Linked DNA regions of Bombyx mori: region 2 is linked to region 1. A link is a contact called in public Hi-C data. All regions are on one chromosome and are shown on one strand. Each heading gives the region's core, a stretch centred on a gene start, on an enhancer-like site or on the middle of the called end of the contact. The rest is flanking DNA. Distances are from core to core; before and after follow the strand shown.

The links. A called contact is a pair of places that touch in the nucleus more often than the background predicts.
Region 2: a Hi-C map of whole pupa shows a contact between it and region 1, with 2.4 times the contacts expected there. The contact joins the promoter of LOC101741505 here to the enhancer-like site in region 1. A contact is called at or near these places in 3 of 7 Hi-C or Micro-C datasets (midgut and whole pupa).

What each region holds. Positions count from the first base shown.
Region 1 is chr11:9,244,631-9,247,591 of ASM3026992v2, forward strand. The region is part of intron 3 of LOC101741505 (cyclin-dependent kinase 14); the gene reads right to left. Among protein-coding and RNA genes, the nearest start is that of LOC134199677, 3.8 kb to the left of the region's middle. Within about 2 kb of position 1,416, at least 1 of the 8 cell types and tissues checked has open chromatin away from gene starts, as enhancers often do.
Region 2 is chr11:9,300,819-9,303,779 of ASM3026992v2, forward strand. It overlaps LOC101741505 (cyclin-dependent kinase 14), which reads right to left and starts at 1,553. Exons shown (of 11, transcript XM_038013646.2): 1 at 1,332-1,553. The coding sequence starts at 1,401. LOC101741365 (islet cell autoantigen 1) reads left to right here and starts at 1,985. Exons shown (of 4, transcript XM_004931533.5): 1 at 1,985-2,961. The coding sequence starts at 2,407.

The DNA.
Region 1 (2,961 bases), core at 166-2,665:
TTTTACAGTCATTTTTTATTCATTACCTTTTCGCTTGCTATTCATTACTATCATTGAAATGTACTTTGTTAACAAGACACGTTACAGTCGATCTGACATTACACCGCTTTTCAAGCGTAGCAGCCCGTAATTGTGTACATTATAATGCAAATTGTTGTTTACTGCATCCATTAGTGTGTGTGTAGAGTACTCGACTCGATTACGTCCTCTGTCCGCAGTGCGACAGTACCTTCAAGTGTACTAGAAATCGCTGTCAGCTGATCGTTGAGGTTGAAACATTGTTTCGACATATCCAACTACGTATCCGTGCCGCTCCTTAGAGATGGATAGCATTGTTTTAACGTTTCCTGAGTCATGTTTGCAAAACGTAAAGAATGTTCTCTGTCTGAATGTTGTCTGGACCCAAACTGGGATTCTATGTGTAATATGGAAACTATGGGATATGATTATACCTGTGGGGGGCTTAAAAGACGAAGGTAAGATCTTCCACCGACCGTGTGATATTGCTCGGTAGACTGACGGTCGGACTGTTTTTATTCGGAACTTGTATATAATAATATGCAAGCTTATCTTGAAAATGTCGTAAGCGAGATTCAAGCATCTGTCAAATATGTGTTTCCATTAACACCGAGACAGAGAGCAAACAAATCTATTCGTCACAAGTATGTATTCCCAATATGGTATGAAACCACGACCCGACCAGCACCCAGGGGCACTACCACCGCCACCGAGTCACTCGGCTAAATGTTAGCTTTCTCGTTTACCAATGTCGACTGCTGTAAAAAAATCAACAGTGGCATAGTTCTATGCATTTGTGGATAAAATGCTTTCACTATACGTGTCGGTAACATTTTGAAAGAAGAAATTTGACATTTATTGCATCGGACGTGAAACATCCTTCGTTTTTTTATGGCCATCGTAAGCAGACGAGCATACGTCCTACCTGATCCTGTCGATATATATACCTATTGAAAAAATGAGTGTTTGTAATATCACTACATAATGTAAAACAAAGTCGCTTTCTCTGTCCCTACATCCCTATGTATGCTTAAATCTTTAAAACTAAGCAACGGATTTTGATGCCGTTTTTTTAATAAATAGAGTGATTGAAGAGGAAGGTTTATATGTAGGTATAATAACATCCATTAAATAGTGGAGAAATCAATAATAAATTACAGTTTCCGAAGCGAAGCGAGGGCGGGTCGCTAGTATTTATATAAAAAATATGTTATGATGTTCTTTCGAATTGTATCCGTAAGTTTTAATCTTCTGAAGAGATGAAAACTAAATTAACTAATATATGATTAATATATCTTAGACTCACTTCTATTGTTTGTACTTTAAAATCTCGTATAAAGTATTCCTCGTTCGTTCAATAACAATGTTATAGTTTATGATGATAAACAAACCAATAAAGGAAGCTAATGATCCTATTGTTATATCCGCAGTGTATCGAGCACAAATTAATTATTATTACATTCCTAAGATATCACGGAAAACAATTAATAAGTCACGAACGGTTTTAATTACAAAACACAACAGTTATAATCAAAATAGTTTTGTCTTTTACACGTGCTTCCTACAAAATTTTAATAGCTGGCTTAATTTAAATTTGATTGTAATAAAGCGATATATTTGAATTTATTTATGTATTAGACGAGCTCACACCGCACTTAGCGTTAAATAGTTGTTGTCGAAATTTTCATTAAATTTGTAACAGGTTTACGTTTTCGCTATTTAAACTGAGCTTAGTGCGAGTTTTTTAACGTTCTCGATGGCGTAAAAGTTAACTTAAACTAGATGATAACGCCATCTTGTTGTGTCTTTAAAGCGGTTAGTTGCCCTCAATTAAGAAAAATAGTATTATTGTTCGCCAATAGATGTCGGGAAGTGTTGATTATCGAAAACACGAATAAAACAACATTTTCTGAAAGGAAATTGTAGCTAGATCGATTTATCGCCCCCGAAATCCCCTGTATACTAAATTTTATGAAAATCGTTGAAGCCGTTTCCGAGATTCAGATTATACATATATATTAATATACAAGAATTGCTCGTTTAAAGGTATAAGATATGATTTGTATTGAGTTAGAATGTTCGCCTTCGTTTGCCGCTAGAGGCGCTGTTCCAATTGCATACAAATTTGAGTTAACTTTTACGCTATCGAGAACGTTAAAAAACTCGCACTAAGCACACTGAACGGTGCATAACTGTTTCCCAGAAGAAAACATGATGGTATATATTCGTGCGGACTCATAATACGCGCTAACAGCAATAACGTCGGTTTGAAGGGCGTGAAAGCAGTTACATAATGAGTGTTCAACCCTATTTCTCAAGCCAAGCAACTTTCATGTTCCGGTGTCTTATCACAACGTGAATGTGGCCTACGGTATTGACTTAATATCGAGTGGGAAATAAGCCCATCCACCCATCTATAATCAATAAAATATCAACATATCGTATGTTGTCTGTTTAAAAAAAATATGTATTTTCTTCTAGACATGTAACATTTTCGAGGGTACTCGCCATTACTTTTTGTTATTGATTTTTTTTTTTTTTCAAATATTCCAACAGAATCGAATTTAACTTTTGGCACGTATAGTATTAAACTAAATCCGTTGCACCACATGTCCGAAAATGTGTAAAGAATACAGAAAATCTTTGATTTACGAGCTACAACAAAAACCAAAGATAGTATCAGGCCGCTCAGAATATCAATGTAATGTAACCGTGCGGGCTTGTCTTGGCCGTAGTATTATTTCTTATTTATTAGATTGTTTATTTTTTAAAACGAAACCAAGTATTAGGAACATATAAAAGTTTATATATGCACGACATCGTACAGTGCAAGTGTTATTAATTAAATTTACGTATAATGCGGCCTACACACGACCCTAAAATCAGTTGCGATATCGGGACAGTGGTGGGGAGGACCCTAAACCGTACCCTAAATCACCTCGT
Region 2 (2,961 bases), core at 303-2,802, 56 kb after region 1:
TTCCTGACATTTTCATTTACGTAAATTAGTTTTGATGTGAAACATCTATAGCCGCACGTAAAACCGATTACTGGCGTGGCGACGCGTCGCCATGCGCAATCAACTGTGTGATTCTCTCTGTGTTTTACTTGAAAACAAATTATTTTTTCGTAATATTTTATTTTATCATTATGACATATTTAGTTCCTATCACGATCTGTTCTTTTTTGCATATTACTTTTACAAAATAATGTCGATGTTTCACATCTGCCAGGCGGCCCGTGACGGCTCACATTTTTTTTCCTACCTAAGCTCTAATAATTGCTCTAATGGGTGGACGAGCTCATGGTCCACCTGGTGTGAAGTCATTACCGGAGCCCATTAACATCAACAACGTAAATGCCGCCACCCACCTTGAGTTCTAGTTGTTCCAGTACAAAGGCTGCCCGCCCTTCAAACAGACACGCGTTCTTTCTTCACGGCAGTAATAGGCAGGGTGGTGGTACCTGCCCGAGGGGGTCACAAACCGCCCTACCATCAGTAATTACGCAAATTAGAATTTTTGCGGGCATGATTTTCATTGCACGATGTTATTTCTTCACCGTGGAAATCAATCATGAACATTTGTTTGTGCGTAGTGAGATTAAATGTTGACATTTTAATCAACAAAATATAAATTACTAACCGTAAAAGTAGTTTTGTGTCTATAACTCGCGAAGAAAATACCAAAAATCACTAATATAAATTTTAAGCAAATTTTCGTATTGTACTCTTTTTGTGAACTTTTAATGACTTACCTACACTACATTTGAAAAAAATATCAATCACTAATTTATTTCATAACATATTTAAAAGATATTAAATTTTATATTGATCAAACCAAACTAATTCGATAACAAAAACATGAGGTCGTATATCATAAAAATGAAAAACAACGAATTGAACCGTATTCATAGGGCCGAAAGTTTGTTTTAAGTCCATCCGTCATTTCTGTACATACAGTTCCCAAACAATAACTGATAAAAATATATTCAAAACTATTTAACTATATTTTTTCTTCATATTATGCCTAAGCTTGCTGTAACAATTAATCAACAGTAGGATTCTAGTTTAGGCACCTTCGTTTGTTAAAAAGTTTCGAATTCTATTCTCAATTCATATCACTTATTCGAAAGTTTCTCTTCACTTTCAAAACTTTTTTAAGCCTAGTCGAAGCAGATTACCTTTATAAGATCCTCTTGCAATATTAAACACATAATAGCAGCAATTTTAAATAATAATATAAACAAACTTAAATATACCGATAATTATAACCTGTAAAAAAAAACAAATTTGATCAACGACAAACTTACCATCTTTGACGTTTTTCGAAGATTGCGAAGACGATACCCCGGGAACATTTTTATCACTAGCACAGTACATTTTAATTATTATCACACTTTTGTGGCGGAACAGTGGTTCTCATCTAAAAAAATAACACATATTATTTTCGAAATAGTTTGATAAACATTAGATTGACGGACACGAAACGCGGCAGCCATTCCACATTCCGGTTGTAAATATCATATCATAGACAATTTTTCACTTGGCTTACCATTTTTAATTTAACCAGAGCAAAGGTTAGCATTTGAAAAAGCTATAATACTATAGAGATTTCAAAGAAAATTCATAATTCAATGTAATTATTAAACTGGATGTAAATTGAACCATAAATTGACTATGACAAATCCGATCTAATCTTTTTGTTTTTTTTTTGTTTATATATAATGCCAATGTTAAAACTGGCTTGCAAACAAATGTCTAATAATTATTCTAGTGTGCAAGTAGTTTGTCGACATATATTTTAGGTGTAAAATATATTATTTTATTGCCCGTGCAGGCAGACGAGCATACGGTCCATCTGATAGTGAATTAACGCAGTGGCTATAATAATAGTACCAAGTATAGACGAAATCTACTCTAGTGGCGGGCGGTGCGATTGTTAAAAACGAGACGATGATATCATCTCAAAAAATTCCTCAGAGCACTCCTTCTCAAGATATATCGGTTATAAATAACAAAAACTTTCATTCATTCCAGAATGTTCAAGATCCACTCAGCCTTTTAGATGTTTTTTTTTGTTTGGTATTGAAATAAACAATTACCAAACACCATTGCTACTGTTGTGTATCATATAATGAAATATAATATAAATATAGCTTTGTTTTGCTTTTTATCGTTGTAAATTAAACATTTATTTTTATGTGCATTGGATTGGAACATGAAAGTGTCATTGTCAGTTTCTGTTAAGTGCATTATCTATGGTTCCTGTCATTGCAAATACAAATGATATGAAAATTATTGATAATATTTTATTTTCGGCAATTTCAAAAACTTTTAATTTGTGATAATACGACAGAAACAAATCAAAGTATCAGTACAGTGAAGATGATGCAGCATCAATATTGGGTTACTAAAAAGACTGTTCTGAAAAAGCTGGGAACTAAAGAAGACGAATGTATCGTTTCTTCCGACGCCGAACTGGACGCGAAATTAGAGTTATTCCGATCAATATCTGACAGCTGTTTGCAATTACAACGCGTATTAGACCAATACCAAGAGCGAATATGTATTCTGGCTCAAGAAGAAAATGCTTTGGGGAAATTTCTCCGAGATTCTGGAAAAAACGCTGACGCGTCAGGGAAACACATGATTTCCGCTGGAAAAGCGATATCATACTGTGGGCAGCAGCGGCTATCAATTAGATCGCCATTGCTAAGGCTTTATCATGAAGTGGAAACATTTCGAGGTCGAGCTGTGAGTGATATGCGAGCTACTGTGTCTGCCATGGAGAAGGCGAGATTAGAGTATCGTGCAGCATTGAGTTGGATGAAATCGACAAGTGCTCAGCTAGACCCTGATACAGGTCGTGGCCTCGATAATTTCCGAAAGGCACAACGTCAAGTACGTGAGAGTAAAAAAATATTTGATAAATTGACACTT